Regions from separate parts of the Zea mays genome. Here region 1 is linked to region 2. The links are chromatin contacts, called in public Hi-C maps. All regions are on one chromosome and are shown on one strand. The core of a region is the stretch at or near the end of the contact, and the rest is flanking DNA. Distances in the headings are between cores, read along the strand shown.

Region 1 (2,906 bases), core at 382-2,881, 450 kb after region 2:
TTTCCCCTCTTTCCTCTCTCTAAAAGTTCCCTTGCTCATATTGATTTGAGTTTGCTCCCAAAAGTTATCCGCATTGTTTGAGCAACTCTAAGCAAGGAGAACTATCTTCCGTACTCCGATTTAATTCTAATGCTAACCCTGGCCTTGGTGCGTGTTTAAGGTTTTTAAATTTCAGGTTTCGCCTATTCACTCCCCCTCTAGGCGACTTTCACTTACCCTACCAATGACTCTGGCTCTCATGAGTATGTCCTAGCTTCTTGTAGAATCATCAGATGACTCGACGAGATCCTGAGTTGGTGTCAGAGCCACTAGAGCATCCATGCACATTGCCTTGTATGCGACCATGTTTTGAATTTTCTTCACGTCATCATGATCCTACATGTTGTCCTAAGGGAGTAATGGAGTAATTCTATCTAGAAGGAGTTTCGAGGTCATGTTTTTTTTCATCGGCATGTCATAGACCTGCTGTCCCTGAAAGTCGACCGTCTGGATATGGTCGTGAGCATTTCGTCCACGCTGTAGCTCTTCTTTATTCCTTCGCCAATTGACCACCTGGTTGTTGCCATCATTGTCATGGTCAGAGGGATGAACCTTATGATGTCTAGAGTTCACCATGAAGACGAATCGATCTCCTGAATAATAGTAATTTGAGTCTGAGTTGGGGGTTAGAATCCGAGTCGGAGCCTGAGTCGGAATCAGATCGTGATGAGTTTGAGTCTGGTCCGTCATGCAGATTGGATCTATGGAAGTTTAAATGAGAGGCACCACGGTCGGCAAGGTTTCCGGGGCAAGCCTAAGATTCTCAAGCTCATCAACAATGAATCTAAAGGGTGCCGAAGAAAATCTCGTCTTCTAGTACAAAGCTCATGGCTGCCATTAGATCCACTATGATCGTCACAAATTCCCCTACCCGACGTCCCAACTGTCGAGCATGTATGTCCTTTTGGGATGTCTCACCCTCATTTTATGGTCCAAAGAGAACACAATTACAAAAAGGTTATCTAGTTATAGTACCAGATAAACATGCATATGTGACCAAATACATATTATCTTAATTGTATCTAACTAGGAATCTTGTCCCAAGCTTTACACAAACCTCTTTGACTGCTCAGATAAGATTATCTCTAACATGTAGACCGAGTCATTAAACAACATTGCGGAGTCTTCATCCCCACATGTCATGATCACGAAACTCCTTAATTATTTGGTCGTATTATTGGGTACCAAGAATATACTCTCTCCTTTCCAAATTATAATTTGTTTGATATTTTTGTGCCATGTTTGACGGTCTTATTTAAATTTTTTTTGAAAAAAATGAAAAATTTAAAGTTACATTTAAAATATATTATATGCTAAATAATATTGTATCAAAAAATAACAAATAATTATGAATTTTTTTAATAAGATGAGTCGATTAAATTTAGTATAAAGTATTTAAACGAATTATAAATTAGAATATGCACACGCACGGACATGTTTTCTGTCCGCTGCGGCGGGTAATGGACGCGGATGGACGATGGAGGCATGGGCATGTGATTGATTTTACTCGCTGCAAGGATTTACCTGCTGTACCACCTCATCCTGTGCTCTCCCACAAAATAAAAGACTCTCCCGCAAATCAAAATCACCTCACCCACTCAGCTTTCCCCCTTCCGCAACTCCTCGCCGGCAGCCGGCGGCGGCGAGTATCTCTCCTGCCGTTTCCACGGAATTTTCCCCATTGCGGCCACTCTTCCCCTTCCCTCGTCCTGCTTCGTCGCGCCTTGGCTGTGCTCCTCTCTTCTTCCTCCGAGTCCAGGTGCGCGCAGGCGCAGGGACTGGGAGGAGGTCCAGATGCTACTATGCTGCTGTACTTTTCCCCAACAAATCCAGACCTGTGCTCCGCGCTCGTCGTTTCACCCAAGCTGCTTGCCGCGGAGCTTGCTCAGCTCCGGCGAGCAGGGGAGGAGCAAAAAGAGCAAGCTCCACCGCGTCAGGGCGCATGTTTTCAAGTCCAAGAACCAGTCTTTGCGCTCTCAATCCCACCTGGTTGATAGCCACGGGGGCCCTGCGGATAAAATCCCGAGAAAGGATTTTCCTTGTTCCGCAGCGCCGTCGCTGCCGGACGCGGAGGCGGTCGCGTTCTGGCTGCGTTTCTGCCGGAGGGAGCTCGACGTCCGGAGAGCGCACGCGGTTGCCCTGCGGTCGCTCGGCAGCCTGGGGGTGTTCGTCTCCAACAATCTGATCAGCGCTTATGTGCGGTTCGACGAGGTTGCTAATGCGAGGAAGGTGTTCGACGAAATGCCCGAGAGGAGTATCGTGTCGTGGACAGCAATGATGAATGGGTATCAGAAGCTTGGCTGCCACGGTGAGGTTGCGAGGCTTTTGATGGATATGCTGATCGCTGGCGTCCAAGGTAACAGCTTGACTTTTGTTTGCCTGTTGAAATCTTGTGGGGAGCGATGTGATGCCAGGTTGGGGCAACAGGTCCACTGTTGCGTTGTGAAGGGTGGCTGGAGCAATGTGATAGTTGACAGCGCCATCACACACTTCTATGCTCAATGCGGTGATGTTGCTGCTGCTTCAACTGTGTTTGATAGGATGGCATCCCGCGATGTTATCTCATGGACAACAATGATCACGGCTTATGTGCAGCATGGCCATAGTGACAAAGCTCTTCAGATGTTCCCAACAATGGTGTCTGAGGGATTTCGCCCCAACGAATTTACTGTTTGCAGCGCCCTCAAGGCTTGTGCAGAGGAGAAGGCTCTAAGATTTGGGAAGCAGTTGCATGGTGCTATTGTGAAGAAGCTATACAAATATGATATCCATGTCGGGAGCGCACTTGTCACCATGTATGCCAGATGTGGGGAGGTATTTGATGCTCAGACAGTGTTCGATAAGATGCCAAGAAGAAACACTATTAC
Region 2 (2,700 bases), core at 152-2,651:
TGGGTGATCTCTAGTAAATTCATGAAGAGACCTTGGAGTACGACGTATATGCTCCACCCGAGAAGGGGACTACTGGTAGCCAAGTACTGGTCATGACTTCAAGTGAAACCCATTCACGCAAAACTTGCAATTCAAGGCATAGTCCATTATCCAAGTTGTGGGTTGGTGTAGCTTGGAGTTCTAGGCGGAAGTTCAACTTAACAGTCTCTGCTGAAAAACTAGTATATTAAACAGTAGTGAACAGTGGCGAAAATTGCAGATGGGCATTTGAGATCTGGTGGGGGATTGTTAGGATTTATGGGCTAGGCCCAATTGGGAAATTCGAATAAATCCCAGGAAAATCACAAAAGCCCATATAAGTGGATGGCTAAGGAATATGTGGAACCAATAGCACCATATTGCTAGCTCTAGTGGAGTAGAGCTAGCTTAAATATGAAAGCCACACTCACTCACCAAGTCATGGATGAGAGGAGAGTGTGTGGAGAGCCACACACGTGCGCGCGCTCGCTCGCCTCGCCTGGCCGGGCCGGGCCGGGGCGAAGGGCGCGGGCGCACGACATGCGCGTGAATGGTCCACCGAAATCCGGCCCCTCGCCTTGCGGGGGCGCGGCTACCTTTTGCCGTTTGATTTTTTGGTTTCTTGGCTGTTACGCTTATCCTAACCGATTGCTATAAAATCTCAACTGATTGCGAGATTTTCGTGGGCGGATAAGCACGGGGTCGCGGACTCGGCCCTATAAAAGGAGCCCGGCAGCCAGCCTCCAAATTATCCCAGTTTCGCTTTCGCCTCTCTTCATAGCTGAACCGCCTTTTAGTTCCCTTCGTCCCGACCGCAGAGGTGCATCTGCGATCAGGAGAGCAGGTCTCCGGAACCCTTCGTCTTCTAGATCCTGCACCGGGAGAGGGCGAATAAGGTTTTTGGGAAGCGTCTTCACGCGACTGCTCGTGATCTGCTGACCTCGTCGACCCTGCTGATTTCGCTACTTCGACATCGTCGACCCTGCTGATTCCGGCGCGTGCCATCTATCTGTAAGTCTAATCAGTACGCATCATCTGATTTGGCTTGTTATTTCAGTTCTTCTGATTTGGTCATGATTTATATTCGGAATTTAAACTGAAATTTGTCTAATTATTCAACAGTTTCTACAAATATATTTTGCTCATTGACCAAATACTAACAAAGTCCCACAGCATCATTGGTCTCTTTTGAATATGATTTGAACGCACCTAACATTCTTAGCCTGCTCAAAAGCTAATTATGGGGCAATGAGTATGATATTTGGAGAATATGTAAAGGACAAGTTGTAGCTTGTTCAAGTTGACTATTGTCGAAAAGTTGACCGAACAAGAGAGTTCCTCAATTCCTCTCGCTAAAGCAGTAGTGGCCCATCCATCTTTTGGCCTAGCATGGATCAGTAGTGCTGCAGGCAGCAGGCCCATCAGCGCGGATCTGCCAACCGACACAGAGCTCACAATCATAAAATTACAGATGCAAGTTTTTGTGTTTTAACAACTCCCTTGTGTTCAGCCTATCATGTATAAGGAGACAACAGAATACTTTGTGTTTCAGCTCACACGAAGAACTCCAGAGCCATCTTATTGCCTGATAAATAAAGGATGAACCCAAGAACCTTCTGTATACTTTATTTGAGGAGAACGGTAAAGAACCACAAATATACGATCAAGAGTCTTTAACATTGAGTTGATCGATGTGGCAGAGTTGTGATGATTATCTGGAACTGTAAGAATTAATTGAGAATAGGCCTATTCAGATAATGGGAGTTGAAAGCGATCATGAGCTTCACGAAGTTCTAGAGATTTTGCCAAAGAAATATCTAGATTAGTGGCAAATGAATGTAACTCTAGAAAGTCCACACTTAAAATCTTTTCATTCCATAGATAATCCCAAAGAAAGATAAATGTTACTAGCAAATTTTGAATTATGTGTCAACAGCCTTTTTTCTAGATGTTGGAAGATGATCATTGGAATAGTATCTCTCTCGAAGTAAACTCACCGAAGGAATTATTCTTTATTAAAGTATACATGGAGGTGCTTCAGCAAAAGAGCCTCATTCTTAAATTTATTATACATAAACCTCTTTCAATTGGGCCTTTGAACCATTTTCCATGATGCACTCTCGGAGTGTTCTTTTCATATATCTAATTTGAATTTAATTTTACAACAATTTGGGTAGTGCTGGTGCTATACAAGTTACTGAAGGCCGCATAGATGTCCGGCAAGCAAAATCGCTTGGGGAACATGTCACTGGGGCTAGTTTAGCAACCCTGTTTGAAACTTTTATTTTTTTATAGAGAAATTAGTTTATTTTTTCGTGTGAAAATAAGGATCTCTTGAAAAAAATAGAGTTGACAAACTAGCCCTACAAAGGAAATAAAATAATTCGCTGTTTGAAAGAAAACCTCAGTACACTTGTGTCGTTGAAAATTGATGATGAAGATGAGGATACATCAACAGGGCACTTAATTTGAGTATAATAATACCCTTGTCATCCATGTGATGTATCACACCAAAATAAAAAAGAAAAACAAATAATTGAGTTCGTCTGTCTGCAGGAAATGTGTTGACCATGTGAATCATGCATCCAATAAAAAAATAGTGGCTGGTAGATACGGTGGCCTTCCATCCCGCTACGTGTAACGCGTGCACATCACTTCATTTGTGATGTGGATGTACACGAA

The links. Hi-C and Micro-C count contacts between places; a contact is called where the count stands out from the background.
Region 1: a Hi-C map of ear shows a contact between it and region 2, with 2.5 times the contacts expected there. The contact joins the promoter of LOC103637767 here to the enhancer-like site in region 2. A contact is called at or near these places in 3 of 25 Hi-C or Micro-C datasets (ear, leaf and tassel).

What each region holds. Positions count from the first base shown.
Region 1 is chr1:112,250,249-112,253,154 of Zm-B73-REFERENCE-NAM-5.0, forward strand. LOC103637767 (pentatricopeptide repeat-containing protein) reads left to right here and starts at 1,632. Exons shown (of 1, transcript NM_001301446.2): 1 at 1,632-2,906. The coding sequence starts at 1,834.
Region 2 is chr1:111,798,565-111,801,264 of Zm-B73-REFERENCE-NAM-5.0, forward strand. No RefSeq gene overlaps it. Among protein-coding and RNA genes, the nearest start is that of LOC100282992, 84 kb to the left of the region's middle. Within about 2 kb of position 1,402, at least 10 of the 20 cell types and tissues checked have an H3K27ac peak or open chromatin away from gene starts, as enhancers often do. A contact at or near this core is called in ear and leaf, where this site is marked.